Linked DNA regions of Mus musculus: region 1 is linked to region 2. Evidence: chromatin contacts called from public Hi-C data. All regions are on one chromosome and are shown on one strand. Each heading gives the region's core, a stretch centred on a gene start, on an enhancer-like site or on the middle of the called end of the contact. The rest is flanking DNA. Distances are from core to core; before and after follow the strand shown. Region 1 holds the start of Add3 (adducin 3 (gamma)). Region 2 holds the start of Slk (STE20-like kinase).

What was found. A called contact is a pair of places that touch in the nucleus more often than the background predicts.
Region 1: a Hi-C map of B cells shows a contact between it and region 2, with 5 read pairs. The contact joins the promoter of Add3 here to the promoter of Slk in region 2. A contact is called at or near these places in 1 of 39 promoter capture datasets (cranial neural crest) and 1 of 484 Hi-C or Micro-C datasets (B cells).

What each region holds. Positions count from the first base shown.
Region 1 is chr19:53,141,399-53,144,098 of GRCm38.p6, reverse strand. Add3 (adducin 3 (gamma)) reads right to left here and starts at 1,343. Exons shown (of 15, transcript NM_001277100.1): 1 at 1,010-1,343.
Region 2 is chr19:47,578,705-47,581,404 of GRCm38.p6, reverse strand. It overlaps Slk (STE20-like kinase), which reads right to left and starts at 1,386. Exons shown (of 18, transcript NM_001164639.1): 1 at 1,062-1,386. The coding sequence starts at 1,211.

The DNA.
Region 1 (2,700 bases), core at 94-2,593, 5.6 Mb before region 2:
TCCATTCTAAGAAAGGCAATCATTTCATACTGCTAACTCTAAAATTTCTATAATTTTATAAATCACTGTAAAGAACTCACACATGTTTATGTAGCTCATCCCAAGCCCCAGAGTCTTATCAATTCCTTCCTGAGCCTGGCTCCTAATCCTCACTCAAAGCCTCTTGGCTGAGCTAAATCCCACACCACTCTAGCAAAGTCAATTCCAAGAGCACATGTGCCAAGGATATTTAGTGGTTTTCCTTACACTCCCACTTTAAACGGGCATCTACTTGCAATTAAATCTCTGCAACAAAAAAAGTTCACCTGAGGCCATTCTTGTCATTTTAATAGAGGCCTGGTTTAATAGTGGCCTTGCCTCAGCTATTACATACCTCCAAAGAGGTTGGAAGTGCCCCAAACACCAGCAAACCAAATCTGCTGCCAACTGGGCTGTCACCCCGCAAGGAAGAATAAAGTATCAGGAATGCTTGAAAGGTTATAGTGTGTGTGTGTGTGTGTGTGTGTGTGTGTGTGTGTGTGCGCGCGCGCGCGCGTGCTCGTGCGCACTTTTAGTGTGTGTGTGCTGGGGAGGGTCACACTGATTAGATAAAGTGGTTGAACAATTTCAACTTGTGACTGAAGTTTCTTAAGCCACGAGGGGGTAAAAAAAAAAGAAGAAGAAAAAAGAAAACAACAAATCAACACGGTCTTCTTCCACCTTCTCCAAGCGCGGGAACCTCCCACCGTCCCCGCGAGCACCTTCGGGGTCAGCAAGGCTCCCCGCAGAACAGGATTTTGCAATCCCACGCCCTCGCTGGGGGAAGCCGGGGACGCCCGGGTGAGTCCCGGCCCACTCTGCGGCGCCGCACCCCGACTCCTCGCCCCCAGGTCTGCACTCCTCGGCCCCGTGGGGCTCGCGTTCCCGCCCCGAGCACGGTTCACCTGAGGCCGCGCGGCCAGCCAGTCCGAAGCCCCCTCGGCGTGGGAAGCGCGGCGGGACCCCGGGCCCTCCGCTCCCGCAGGATTACCTCGCAGCGCAGCCGGCTTTGTGCCCACTCCTTCGCCACCGCCGGGCTGCAGCGGCCGCCCGGTCCGCCGCAGCCGCCTCTTAACGTCGCTCGCTCGGTTCCCGAGGAGAGGGCCGGGAAGGGAGGGGGCGTGGAGACGCAGGACCTGGACGCCGAGCCCTCGGCAGCGGGAAGTGGCGACACCTGGTCGCCGACGCGTCTAGCTCTCGCTGCTTCAAAACATCATTTAAAGCCCTTTCCTCTCCCTCCAGCCCCTCGCCCGCACGACCGTTACCGGCGGGCGCCTCGCGCTCTGGCGGGACCAGCCGAACTCCCCACGAACGCCCTCTGGCCCGCCCCTTGGGCTCCGCCTCCACAGGGTCCAGGACTCCGCCCCCTACAGGCTTAGTCTCGCTTAGCACCCCGAAGGCCCCGCCCCACAGGCCTGAACGCCTTGGCCCCGCCTACCACAGGCCACGCCTCAGGGCTCTTGATTCCGCCCTCTACAGGCTTGACCCTTCTAGTACCCCAGCTTCAAGGCCCCGCCCCATGGCCCGAGAGCTCTAGCCCCGCCTCTTATAGGCCACGCCCCAGCAGCCTTCACTCCGCCCAGTACGGGCTGGGCCCTCGTAGCTCAAAAGCGTGCCCCTGGTTCCGCCCTTCGCCAGCCCAGCGTTTTTGCTCCGCTCCTAATAGGCCACGCCCCCAACAGGCTCTCGCAGGTCCAGGCCCCGCCTCTGCTGCCCCTTGAGATCTCTGGCCCCGCCCCTCGAGGCCCCCCTTCGAGCTGCAAGCTCCGTATCCGTGCAGCTGCGGCAGTGGGGGCCTACGTGCTCCGCAGGCGGAGGGCCTGTTGCAGGGCGCCTGCCTGGCGCCTCTGCAAGGTCTTCCTCCCTCAGTGCAGCTCCGATCCGCTGCCGGAGAAGGAAACGACCCCGAGAGAAACCCGATTGAGAGTGGGAGGGTGACGCCACGGAAACATCTACCTCCCCAGTCCTAACGTGCTTCCCCCACCCAGTGAATCTCAGCTGAGCCGTAGCTTTCAGATTGAGCTTCTGTGGCCCACTGAGGCCGCTGGGTTTTTGGGGGGAGAGGCCACAATAGTTGGACTTCAGCTCGGCTCCCACAGGAGGGGGCCTCGATTTTCTCTTCAGCATATTTGCGTTTGGGGGAGCCTCCCGCCTTCACTCACTCCCACAGAGGGACGGGGCAAGGGCCTTTATATTCATTTGGACCAGCCCAAACTCTGCACTCCTACTTTGGCTAATTGCCTCTTAAACCTTCTGAGAGCTGACCTCTTGGGAGATGAAAAGTCTAGGCTCCGCCAGCAGCCTTCAAAATCTGTCTAAAGCCAGGCAAACTTTGCAACACTCATTTGCAGAGTCGGGGATCCCTCCACAGGTGACACTGGGCTGCCCACCCCCGCCTCCCAGACGGGTTTCTCACCCCAACCTATTCTCGAAATAGACCTCCAGGCACACGCTCGCTGCTCTCCTCTGCCACCCACGACTTGCACACCACTCCGGCACACATGCCCTCTCCACTGCACGAATTCACCCTCAAGCACACTCCTCCCAACACCATTCTAGTGATTCATGGTCCCTGGGGTTAACCCCACCCTAACACACACAGCAAACTTCATTTCCCCACCCTTATCTCCCGTCCTTTCCAAGGCACTGGCGACAGGCCACTTCATTTCCTTCCTCATCTGC
Region 2 (2,700 bases), core at 137-2,636:
TTTCAGACTGGATTAAAAAAAAAAAAAAAAAAAAGACCAGAATTTTGACAGAATGCATTCAAGGCACGCATTACAAGACAAAGTGTGCTGTGCTTAGAAAGTAGAGGACATGCTTTCGACTGAATGGAATTAAAAGTAAAAAGACACTACTACATATGGGCACAGAGGCCTGAGTTCAAGGCTACACTGAATCATGGTGGCCATGAACTGTCTGTGAGCTTCACTGTCTCCCTCCATGAGCAGGTGGACACTGCCACTTCTCAGGACTTTTATACGATACAAATTATGTGAGAATGGAAAGTCTTGAATCTATGTTTTCAATTCTAGGCAACCAGTGGGTCCTACCCCTAAACTGTGGCTCATAAAAACCTCGCCCTTCAGGAAGTAAATATTCCAATGACATCATTCATATACTTCCTAGGACAGGGTAAACAGTTAACATTCACACCTTTGTGTAGAAACATCAAACCTCTATTGAAATACATAAATACTCGTGTAGTTTTCTGATTCCTCAAGCACTGGTATTGCCTTCTAGCCAATGCTTATCGAATTTCAAAACTAGGATGAAATGAAGATCTCCTGGAAATGTTGTCAGAAATTCCATCCCATGTGGCCAAGCAACCAACTCAAGAACGGGCTCCATGCTGGCCAGGCACCTTTTGCTCGTTTTATCTGAATTATACATACTGTCCCCATCTCCAAAAAGTTACCTGTTTCATGCACACATGCAAACGCCACTAGTAAACAAACATCAGCACAGGGAGAAAGAAGCTAACGAGTTTCCGATTTTAAAAGACTCGAGGGCCGGGCCGCAACCACCCGCTCCTCCCATTAAATTCGGAAGTTTGACAGGGTTTAGACTGCAGACCCATCACTCCTGAAACTGCATCCGGCCCCACGGTATTCCGTAACGGCTTGGATGCTGAGCTGAAGTTTCAACCTACAAAGCCAAGGAGCGGGCAAGTCACGGGAAGGGCTGCTGGGGTGAAGTCCTCGTGCCACTCCGGACAGGCGGCCGTTTCATCTCCTCCTAAGCCAACTTCCCGTTTTCCCCCTCTTACCTTATAGACTTTCCCGAAGGCTCCGTCGCCCAGTTCTCCAATAATCTCCCAAAACTCTTCGGGGTTCAGGTCTCTCTTCACGTGTTCGTACTGTTTCTTCTTCTTCTCGCTCCCCAACTTGAAGATCTTACGGAAATTGAAGAAGGACATTTTTCCAAGCCCAGCAGAGCCCCTTGCCCTTAAAGGGCTAGGAACAATAAAAGGCAAAGTTTGTGGCGCGTCGTCTCCCGCGCGAGCCCGGGGTCCGGGCCGCTCCCGCCGGGCGCTCCCCGGAGAAGGCGGGGCGCCGACCGGGCTCCGGCCCCGGAGTGGGGCGCGCGGCCGCCGCGAGCCGGGACGGGCCGAGCGGCACGGTGGGCACCTCGCTCGCGGGCCCCGGGGGCTGCACCTGCCCCGGCGCTCGTCCCCGGCCCGCACCGGGCCGCACGGGTCCGAGCGGCGCGGACGCCCGCGGCCCGCGGCGCCTTAGGCCCGTGTCACCGCGCGTCTCCCGGGGCGGCGGCCGCTCCGGACCCGGGAAGCGGCCGGCGCCCGGCAGGCGCGTAGCGGCGAAGCCAAGCTCTCCCGCCGGGGCCCCACGTCTGCTCCGAAGCGTCCGCTCCCACTGCGCGACACCCGCGCGTCCCCTCGGCTCTGGGGCGCCGCTGCCTCGCTCGTCGCCTCAGCCCACACAGCCTCGGCCCGCAGCGCGCACGGACGCCGACGCCGTCTCGCAGCGCGCCCGAGCTCCTCGGCCGCGCGCGCGCTCGCCCGCGCGGTGACGCGCCCCGCTCCCCGCGCGCTCGCGAGGGCGTACCCTCTGGCCCCGCGCACGCGCGCTGGCTCCGCCGGGCTGGCGGCGCGGCGGCTCGGTGGCGCCTGCGGCGGGAGGTGTGGTGGAGGCTTGAGCGCTTCCATCCTCCTCGAGGGTTTTGCGTTGACCTCTGCGAGCCCGAGCCGGGTGGCTCCACGACGTCGTTGGCCAGGTCTCCTTCGGCGCGACCCTGTTGATTGCGCTGGCGGATGTTGCCTCATTCTGCACAAGGGGGACGCGGGAAAGCAGGCTATGCTTGTGGGTGCCTGAAAGTGCACTGTTTCCGCTTCGGAACTCATACAAGAGTCCAGGGAGAGGGAAAGCCGGGAGCCTGGGCTTTGAGCCATAGTTCAGTGACTTTGAATACAGCATCCGAGTCCCCATTCCTATGATCTCCATAGTCCTTACTGAAACGTTGCGGCATAGATCAAAAGAGACAATAAATGGAAACCCTTTGCACAGGGCTTGCACCAGCAAGTGCACAATATTTACTCAATATGAAGGTAGTGCAAACATAGGTTGTAAAAAAAAATTGTTTAAAAGGTAGGTGTGGTGGAGCCCTGGGGAAGCTGCCAACGAATGATAACGAGTTCGAGACCAGCCTGGGCTACAGAAAAAAGCCCTGTCTCAAAAAATAAAAAGGAAATTGTTTAAGATCGGCTTCTGGAGTGGTGACACTCCCTTAAGGATAACCTCTGGGTCACCTCCACAGCCAGAAAACTGGTGCCGCCCTTCCTGAGTCTCACCTGAGCTAATCCAGCCGGGGATTCCAGATTTGCTGGGGCTATGTGGGTGTCGCCTGGAGTCTGTCAAATGATTTACCGTCCCCCTCCTCCACCTGACAGA